2 separate regions of the Mus musculus genome follow, and region 1 is linked to region 2. The links are chromatin contacts, called in public HiCAR-type maps. All regions are on one chromosome and are shown on one strand. Each heading gives the region's core, a stretch centred on a gene start, on an enhancer-like site or on the middle of the called end of the contact. The rest is flanking DNA. Distances are from core to core; before and after follow the strand shown. Region 1 overlaps Itga6 (integrin alpha 6). Region 2 overlaps Slc25a12 (solute carrier family 25 (mitochondrial carrier, Aralar), member 12).

Evidence for each region. HiCAR-type assays count read pairs that join an accessible place to other places.
Region 1: a contact with region 2 is called in a HiCAR-type map of astrocytes, with 4 times the contacts expected there. The contact joins two enhancer-like sites. A contact is called at or near these places in 1 of 15 datasets of contacts at CTCF or cohesin (large pre-B cells), 3 of 484 Hi-C or Micro-C datasets (bone marrow-derived macrophages, cortical neurons and embryonic fibroblasts), 4 of 115 datasets of contacts at active chromatin or transcription factors (T-cell acute lymphoblastic leukemia, astrocytes, embryonic basal ganglia and 1 more) and 1 of 9 other capture datasets (adipose tissue).

The regions. Positions count from the first base shown.
Region 1 is chr2:71,812,787-71,817,730 of GRCm38.p6, reverse strand. Itga6 (integrin alpha 6) reads right to left here. Exons shown (of 26, transcript NM_008397.4): 2 at 977-1,101. Among named protein-coding and RNA genes, the nearest start is that of Itga6, 28 kb to the right of the region's middle. Within about 2 kb of position 3,525, at least 203 of the 459 cell types and tissues checked have an H3K27ac peak or open chromatin away from gene starts, as enhancers often do. A contact at or near this core is called in astrocytes and embryonic stem cells, where this site is marked.
Region 2 is chr2:71,287,902-71,292,503 of GRCm38.p6, reverse strand. The region is part of intron 13 of Slc25a12 (solute carrier family 25 (mitochondrial carrier, Aralar), member 12); the gene reads left to right. Among named protein-coding and RNA genes, the nearest start is that of Slc25a12, 78 kb to the left of the region's middle. Within about 2 kb of position 2,228, at least 58 of the 459 cell types and tissues checked have an H3K27ac peak or open chromatin away from gene starts, as enhancers often do. A contact at or near this core is called in astrocytes and embryonic stem cells, where this site is marked.

The sequences.
Region 1 (4,944 bases), core at 2,276-4,775, 520 kb before region 2:
ATATTAAAATAAAAGGGAAACAAGCCTGTCTTTCAGAGGTGGCAGCTTTAGCTGGGTAAGAGTCGGGAGTTTAAAAGACCCTTTTGGAGGCTGGAGAGATGGCTCAGCTGTTAAGAGCACTGGCTGCTCTTTCAGAGGAGCTGGGTTCAATTCCCAGCACCCACATAGCAGCTCACAGCTGTCTGTAACTCCTGTTCCAGGGGTTCCAACGCCCTCACATGGACATATATGCAGCCAAGTCACCAATGTGCCTCCTGAAGAATTTTGAAACTTATTTTGGCTCTACCCTAACTCTTGTACCACAATCTCCAGGGAGATTTTACTCATGCTGTTCCGTTCTCATTTTACAGGATTTTCAAGAAAAGTTTTTCAGGGCTAGAGATGCAAATTGGTGGTAAGGCACTTGAATAGGATACACAAGGCCCTAATACCACAAAAACAGGCAAACATATACAAATACATGAGTTAAATAATAAAGAAAAGTAAACAAAATAAGTCTTTCCCCCCAGTTTTTTGTTTGTTTTTTTGTTTTGTTTTTGAGACAAGTTTCTCTGTGTAAACTCCTCTGTAAACCAGACTGGCCTCACACTTACAGAGATCCGCTTGCCTTTGCCTCCTGAGTGCTGGGATTAAAGGTGTAGGCTGTCACCACCTGGCTTCTGCCCCCCTCCCCCAACATTTTAACAATACGTGACTTTTTTCCCCCCTTCTAGTGTTTCTTCACAGCCATGAACTCAATTTTGCAACAGTCTCAACAGACCACTAGGTGGCAACATAAACACACCATTCTAGTTTAACCGGGATGAACCGAGGCAACAAGTATTTTCAGGACAGATAAAACACTCAAGACTGACAAAAAATTAAAAGTGAGAGGCCTTCTCTGCAGGAATAAATGCTTTGTTTCCTGTCCTATCTGGTGGCAAGTGTCACATGGCACAGACAGGCTGGCCAAACGAACAGTGAGGGCAGAACACACCGTCATTATCAAATTCAATCCGTGTACAAGGTCCCCGGGAGGTGATGTCACAGCTGTACAGGCCCCCTGTTCTGTTCGCCCTCTGCAGCGGGAGTGCTTCTGCCCGAGGTGCCCCCACAAGCAACCTGGTGACAAAACAGAAAGAACTTAGGGACTTGAATGTTGCATATTTTAAAGTCTAGCCAGAGCTGTGGGCATCATTCTCTGCCCTGCAGCCCACGAGTCCCACAGCTGCTGAGGAGTGGAAGAGAACAAAGATAGAGGCTTCCGGGGCACAGGTCTCACAGCTGAGACGGAATGACACCTGGTGTCAAACAGAGGAGAGTGAGCCTGTCCCTTACAGAACTGGCAGGTAGCTGGGCGCAATGCTGGTATCGGAAGACACTCTTCATAGAACAAGCATAGACCATGTGACTCACAGAACAGTTTTCTCTCTCAACTCTAGGTGGGAAGCAGCCATCATGTTCTATCTAGTAGGTACACATCTGTTTCCAACGCTGCCTCCCCCCCCCCCCCCCCCCCCCCAGGTACTGTACTGGCTGGTTTTGTGTGTCAACTTGACACAAGCTGGAGTTATCACAGAGAAAGGAGCTTCCCTTGAGGAAATGCCTCCATAAGATCCAGCTGTAAGGCATTTTCTCAATTAGTGATCAAGGGGGAAAGGCCCCTTGTGGGTGGTGCCATCTCTGGGCTGGTAGTCTTGGGTTCTATAAGAGAGCAGGCAGAATAAACCAGGGGAAGCAAGCCAGGAAGGAACATCCCTCCATGGCCTCTGCATCAGCTCCTGCTTCCTGACCTGCTTGAGTTCCAGTCCTGACTTCCTTGGTGATCAACAGCAGTATGGAAGTGTAAGCCGAATAAACCCTTTCCTCCCCAACTTGCTTCTTGGTCGTAATGTTTTGGGCAGGAATAGAAACCCTGACTAAGACAGGTATCCTCCAGGGAACACTTTGACTACACCTAGCTTTGCAACACTGTATCTACAGATTAAGAATCCAACTCTTGCCCATGTCACAATTAATCTCTTCCCTTTTTCTTTTTCTTCAGCTCTATTGAGGATATAGTTGACAAGGAGAATCTCCATCTATTTAAAGTGCAACACGTGATGTTCTGTCTCATGGGTACATGATACAAGCTCCCCCATATCAACCAGTCTCCCACAAAGGCTGAGAAATGAAGTGGCAGCTGTGGGTGGGACATTCCTCTTCTCTCCACCCCAGACTTTCCCCAAGGAGTGGCTCCTAATCCCAACTCATGATCGGCAGGCAGCGGAGAGCTTTCACTTCATTAGCAGAGGGGCTGGCTGGTCACGTGGTTTACAACCTCTAGGGTAAGAAACAAACAATACAAGAGACAGAAAGAAAGAACACACACCGGACCACACAGAGAAGTGGAAACCAGAGCTTTGAGGTATGGGCTGGAGATGGAAAGCCAGCTGGGAACAAACAATAAACCCTCTGAAGGGAGCAAAGTGCACTGGGAAGCCTGCAGGGTCAGGTGCAAAAGGAACAACAAAAACCAACGCTAGCTAACATCAGCAAAGTGCACTGGGAAGCCTGCAGGGTCAGGTGCAAAATGAACAACAAAAACCAACTCTAGCTAACATCCCCACTACCTCTTCCTTGCTGGGATGGATCCCAGTTAAAAAGTAAATACACTAACGGCTATGCTGCTGCAGGTGCAACAGGGGGAAGGGGATCACATCTGCCCAGGAGAAACAGGAGCATGACGATGGCTTCCATGGGGACAGTGGCTGCCCTTCCTACCAGACAGATAACCCATCTCCTCACCTGAGGCAGTTCGCACTGCCCACTTCTAGTTCCAAGTCTACATTGGAAATGATGAACCCGCACACACCAAAGCAACGGAACTGAAGTGGAGACTTAGGGAAGCAATTGCCCCCCGGGTCCCCAAATTTATCAATCAATAGGGGGTATAGAGAAGCCAGGGTGCAGGGGTCTGCATAGGCCCACCAGGTATCCAAGTAACACTGTCCCTGCAGGAGCTCACAATACCTGAGAGACGAGGTGGCCTAGAATGTGCAGAGAATGGGTTTTGATGCTTGGCAGATGTGGGATGGACCCTGTGCTGGGGTGGCTAGAGAAACAAACAATGAGCTGAACCATGAGTAAACAGAAGCTAAGGAGCCTGCACCCTCCCATTTGATAGGAAATCGAGGCCTTGACAGAGATTAATTATGAGGCCTCTGGACCTCACAGCCAGGTGCCAGGCAGGACAAAGATTACCTAGAAACAGTGTCCCTGTCCCTGCGTAATGAATGCTCCCCAAGAAACAAAACTGAACAACTAAAACGTTTAGCACAAAAGCCAGCCTATAACAATGACACACTGAAATAAAAACCACTGGCATACTGACAGATTTAAGTCTGACTCCCAGCAGGCGAAGGGAAAAAGAACCCAGGCCCAATGGTGGGTAAAGGTAACCAACTGCCAAGAGGAGACTCAAAGGGCAGCTCCGACAGCCTAGACAGCTTTCCCTCCTCTAACCACTTCCTCTTACACACACCCAAGGAGGCTGCTAAGGGTGGCAGGCTACTTCCTGTTTACCAAGCTCCTCCTACAGCCAATTACTGCTTCAACAAGTACTGCCCCAGGATGCATAAGGGACGGCCTCCCAGGTAGCTTCCATCTCCTAAAACTCCAGTGTGGCTCCACCTGATCCAGAAGTAGCTAGCTCAGAAAAGGACTGGGAGGGAGAGGGCAAGTGCTTTGTAGAGAGAGTGCTACCAGGAAATGACAGCAGAAGAGACCTAGGAGGGACAGCAGAGAACAGGCAAGACTGGCTTTGCTTCCAAGGGAGGAGCTAGAGCAGTGGGTCTCAACACTCCTAATGCCACCACCCTTTAGTACGGTTCCTCATGTTATGGTGACCCCCAACCATAACATTATCTTTGTTGCTACTTCATAACTGTAATTCTGCTACTGTTATGAAACATAATGTAAATATCTGATATTTGAACCTAGTGAAAGAAAGGGTTGTTTGACCCCTGAAGGGGTCACGACCCACAAGTTAAGAAGCACTGAGATAGCCGCCGTAGGAGACTGGAGTCTGGTGATTTGGTAAGTGGAGTTGAAGATGGACAGACAGCCTGGTGAGAAGACAGGCTCAGGGGAGAGAGGTAGGAGAGGAGGCCCGCAGAGCCTAAGGATGCAGCCATCTCTTGAGCCTTTCTGGGTCCCTACATGGGATAGGCACTTCAAAGGTTTCCAGCAACATGAACAAGCTGTGCAGAGGCTGGAGGGATGACTCAGTGGTTAGTGCACCTGCCTGTTCTTTCCCAGAGGAGCAAAGTTCGGAGTCCAGCATCATCAAGTCTAATGCCTATAACTCCAAAGCCCTTTTCTGGCTTCCGCGGGCGGGGGGGGGGGGGGGGGCGTGCACGCGGGCTCTCTCTCTCTCTCTCTCTCTCTCTCTCTCTCTCTCTCGCGCACGCACGCACACACACACACACACACACACACACACACACACGTTTAAACAATAACAGACTGTGGAGGTTACTCCATGCACAGCCACAGGTCTTCAGAGCCAAGGGCTTTCTCCAACCCTTCTCTCCTCCATCCCCGGTGGGGCACAGGCATTGGACAGAGAAGGAAGTGGCGGACTGCATAGAATAAAGGAAGGAGCCAGGTTGTCAGGCATAAAGACAATGTTAAGAGGCATACATCTATAAAGGATAATGCCAGTTGAAAGGGTGCCTACCCCAGACTCTGCCCACACGGCTTCTTAAGCATCCTGTTTCCATTTCAGATACCTTCTGGGAGGGAGGGAAGAGGATCCACACCGGCTGCAGGAGTGGGTGGCTACAAAAGGGAATGGCCTGCCAGCAGAGGGCGCCTGTTGCACCACTCTGCATTTCAAGGCTATACTGCGAGCTAATCCAATACAACGGCAGGTCCCAGAAACAGATGAATAAAGTCACCCCAACACTCAGCAACCATTGGGGA
Region 2 (4,602 bases), core at 979-3,478:
GGGGCAGGAGGCAAGAAAGAGGCAAGAACATAAGAGCAATATATGTAATTTTAAAGTGTTCTGTTTTGCTTGTGCACGTGGAAGTGCACTGGGTACATCTATGTGCCGTTGGTGGACAGAAGGAGGTTTCAGATCCCCTGGAACTGGAGTTATAGATGTTTGTGAGCCACCATGTGAGTGCTGGAACCTGAGTCCTTTATAAGAGCAACAAGTGCTCTTAGCAGCTGAGCCAGTTCTCCAGCCCCCCTTCTAGACTTTTTTTAATTCCTAAGTTTGTTTGTTTAAGTATCAAAGGAAATGTAATAGCAGGTGTAGTTCCTGTCCATTGCTCTTCTCTGAAACTGTAAAGTTAATTGGGCCCTTCAGTTTTATGTGTAGCTATGAGTGTGCCATTGCATTTCCATAAGCCTTTTTATGAGGCTGCAAGGAACACAAAGAGACTATAAGTATATTGTAGCAATTGGCAAAAATTCCAAAGCCAGAGGCTGAGATTGTGATTTTTGTAGAGCTCGGAGGCTTCTGTTTTTAAGGTGTAAGCATTACATTGGATTTAGACTGGCTGACACATCTAAGCTTGCAGCTCAGCAAATGTTCCGAGCAATATCTGTTTCACAGTTGATAAAGTGGTTTGCCTGAGGCTTTCGTAGTCCATTTTGGTCCTGAAAACGTTAATGATTTCTAGTTGGATTAGCTGGAGGTCTTCACAAAAACCTTCTCACTTGCTTATGGAGCCTGAGACGATGAGGTCAATGACCTGAGAAGTTTTAATTCAGAGAAGATGTCCCTGGGGTCAGAGGAGCAATTGCTCCAGGCTTCTCTGTCATGATGCGTGTCAGCTGGACCCTTGCCTTGTGTGGGGGGAAGGCCAGGCTTGTGTGTTTGCTTGTACATCATGGGTGGGTGTGCTTTCTCATGGAGGAGACTTATTTGGCTCAATTTATTTTTTATGAATGATAAATGATAGACAGAAGTAAAGCCCTTGCTTACATGTGTCTACAAAAGTCTACTCCTCTCTCATATTGTAACTAGATGCTGTGATTGTTTCACTTTTGTGTAAACGAGAAATATATTGGTGGTTTTAGTTTCCATTTGGCTAGGAAGCTTCCTAACTCATGCTGACCACAGCATATGCATACCTGTGATCTCCTGAAAGCTGAGCATCTTTTGTCGTGGAGAGGATTGTAATGCGTGCCTGTGACTCCCAGACCAGGGTGGCTAACCTAGGAGAATCAGAATTTCAGGGTCATCTTTGGCTACATCTGGGTTTGAGGCTAGCCCGGGCTAAATGAGGCCTTATCTGGGAAAAGAAAAAGAAACAAGAAGGTTGTACATTTTGTTTTCCAAACAGCTAATTATTTCTGTGCTGTGTAGAGGATTTTGGTCATAAACTGGCCTGTTCTCTTATCTGACCTGTGACCTAAGTGGTTAAGCAAGAATCAGAAACTGGATTCCTTTGCTCTTTCTAGGTGTGGATTCTTGTTTATAGGTGAAGTCTAAGATGTCCTGAGGGTTTGGCTAACACTGAATTTATCCCTTAATCATGTTTTACTTATGGATGATTAATGGCCGATTTTTGATTGGCTGATAGTAGGAGAAATAGCGATGTTGAACTCTGGGCAAAGAGGAAAGAAAATGTGGCAGTGGCATTTTTATCTTTTCTTTTTTTTCTGACAGTCTTACTCTGTAGCCCAGGCTGGCCTTAACCTCATGATGCTACTTCTTTAGCCTCCTGGAGACCAGGATTACAGGCTTATACCACTTACAAAGCTCTTTTTTTTTTTTTTTTTTTTTCTGTTGATGAGCCGTCATACCACAGGGTAGATGATTGTTAAAGCCTAGCCTAGCACTTCTCTCAAAAGTCAGTTAACTAAACCAGAGAATAAAGTCTTAGATGAGTGGCCAGGCCTCTGTTTCTAGACCAGCAGGCACCGTGGGACAGAGGACAAACTCTTCCTTGAGTGAAGCCAATCAACAGTGTGGAAAGCAATTTCACTGGGCTTTGAAAATGAGTCCACGCCCCTATTGGTACTGATCAGACCGGATGTATAGTGTCCTTCAGGGCAGTTAGCTGAGTGCTGGGCTAGCATGGCTGAGCAAATCACATTGCTCTTCCCCAGCGCCCAGTGTTAAAGCTTACTAGGTTAGCCAGCAAGGAAGGCCCTAACTGAGCTGGAAGCTCTTCCCAGCAAAGGGATTAGTGAGCGCCCAGGCCAAGCTTCTTGTAGCTGGGAGGGAATGCTGTTGCCATGAGAACAGTGGAGATTCCAGATCTGCAGCCTGTGTTCTGCTGCTCTGCTTTCCTTGGCTTTTGTTTTGAGATAGGGCCTCAGCTTGCAGCCCTGGCTGGCCTGGAACTCTTTATATAGACCAGGCTGCCCTCTAGCTCCTAGAGATCCACCTGCCTCTCCCTTCTGGATGCAAGGATGGGAGGAGCCTCCATGCCTCGATGGTCTTTTTCTGTTTTTAATCGGTGTGTGTGTGTTATGTAAGGGCTCCGATCAAGACTCAACATACCGAAGCATGCAGTCATCACAAGCTGCCTTCTTGGCACTATGATCAGTTTACCTTAAGGTTTGGGTTTTTTTGATATACATTTGATATGTATGTGATCTGATGTGTGTGTGTGTGTGTGTGTGTGAGAGAGAGAGAGAGAGCGCAGCCACAGAGATGACAGTTTGCCAGTTCTCACCTTCCACCATGTGGGTCTCAGGGCTTACAGTCAGGTCACCAGGCCTGCCTGCAGCTTCGTTACCCACTGAGCCTTCTTGCAGGCACACCACAGTCAGTTTTCAAACTTGTGTGGTAAGGCTGCGTGTGGTAGCTTCTACCAATCCCAGGTCTCTGGAGGCAGAGACAGGAGGATCACTTCCAGTTCAAGGCCAGTCAGGGTTACAGTGTGAGACCCTGCCTCACAAAACAAAAAAGCTACATGCAAACAACAACAACAAAACCCAAACCAACCAAAACAACATAAAAAAAAAAAACCCTATGTTCTTTATCGATAAAAAGTAATATACGGGGAACATCCACATGTCTACCATCCAGCCTAATTAACATGCTGCTTCAAGCAATAGAGACTTTCGGTCCTCAACTGTACATTTTGTAGAGATTATCTCATTAATCCTAAAGAGTGACCGCATTGTGATCTCATCTGCAACAACTGGCAAAGACAAGATCCAAGGCGCCTCTCCATATCCACCCTCCCCCTGCGGGAACACGCGCCTGTTCTTTATTTCATCTGTTGACTTTCCTCTCAGCATTTGTCCTCTGGATTTTTCAGGCAAATGTCGTGGTTGATTTTGAGGATCAAACTCAGGACCTCGTGCCTACAGGGTGTGTGCCCTACCAGAGCTGTGCCCCTGGCCCTAAAAGGATAGTAGCTTTACTGATCCCAAAGTCACCCTCTAATGCTATATTGTATGTGTTCGATTCTGTAGCTCTTAGTATATCCACAGAGTACAGACCACCAGCATCAGAATCAGTGTTAGCAAATCTCATCACTGTGCACACCAGCACCAACACACACACACACACACACACACACACACACGCACTCACTCACGCATACACACACAGATACTTGTTAGCTATCACCTTCTGTCTTCCCACCTCACCCCTATACCCTAGGTGGCCATTCATTAATAAACTCCTCCATAGACACTAATTCTGAATTTTTCCTATAAATGTAACCATGTGGTATATAACCTCTGGGCTCTGCCTTCTTTCCCATAGCATGTTTCCAAGGGTCACTGATACTGTAGCATGCTCCCAGGGGATTTAGAAGTGTCTCTTTGACTGTGCCTCTCTTCTGGCATTTCCTTTTATATGTTTAATAGCCATTGTGAATGGTCACATGGTCAGGGTATGTGCCATTTATTGGCTGGATCTCTTATCTTTGTCACATAATTTTTAAGTTATCTCTAATAAAGTTTATCATTAAATCTATTGATTTGTGCTTGGAAGTTAGAAGACTTCCAGGAATCAGTTCTCTTCATGTGCCATGTGGGTCCTAGAGACTGAACTCACATCATCAGGCTTGGTGGCAAGTGCCTTTCCCAGCTACTCAACATGCCCTGGTTTGTTGCTTTGTTTTGAAGGCCTAGGTCTATAGCTACCCAATTCCCTAGGTGAGGAAGTCTGTCTTCTCCTACAAGTGTATCTTGAATGTCTTTGAGAGCAGCGGAAACAGATCCCCTCTTCCGTTCCCAGGAATCCGTAGGATCCCAAATTCATGCTGCAAACTTGCATGGTCACACACACACACACACACACACACACACACACACACACAAAGAGAGAGAGAGAGAGAGAGAGAGAGAGAGAGAGAGAGAGAGAGAGAGAGAGAGAGACATCATTGAACATTTATGCCACACGTAAAGTATGATTTACCTCCAATCTTAGCTCATTCTGGCTACTAAGACTAAATGCCATAGGCTGGGTAACCACAGAAAGTTACTGCTCACAATTCTGGGCTGTCCAAGATGAAGGCACCATCAGACTCATTGTGCTGATCCTTGCTCTCTGGACCTCAGGGGTGCCCCGCTCCTGCACCCTCGTGTGGAGGAAGGGGACACAAGAGCTGTCTTCATCTTCTGCGGCACA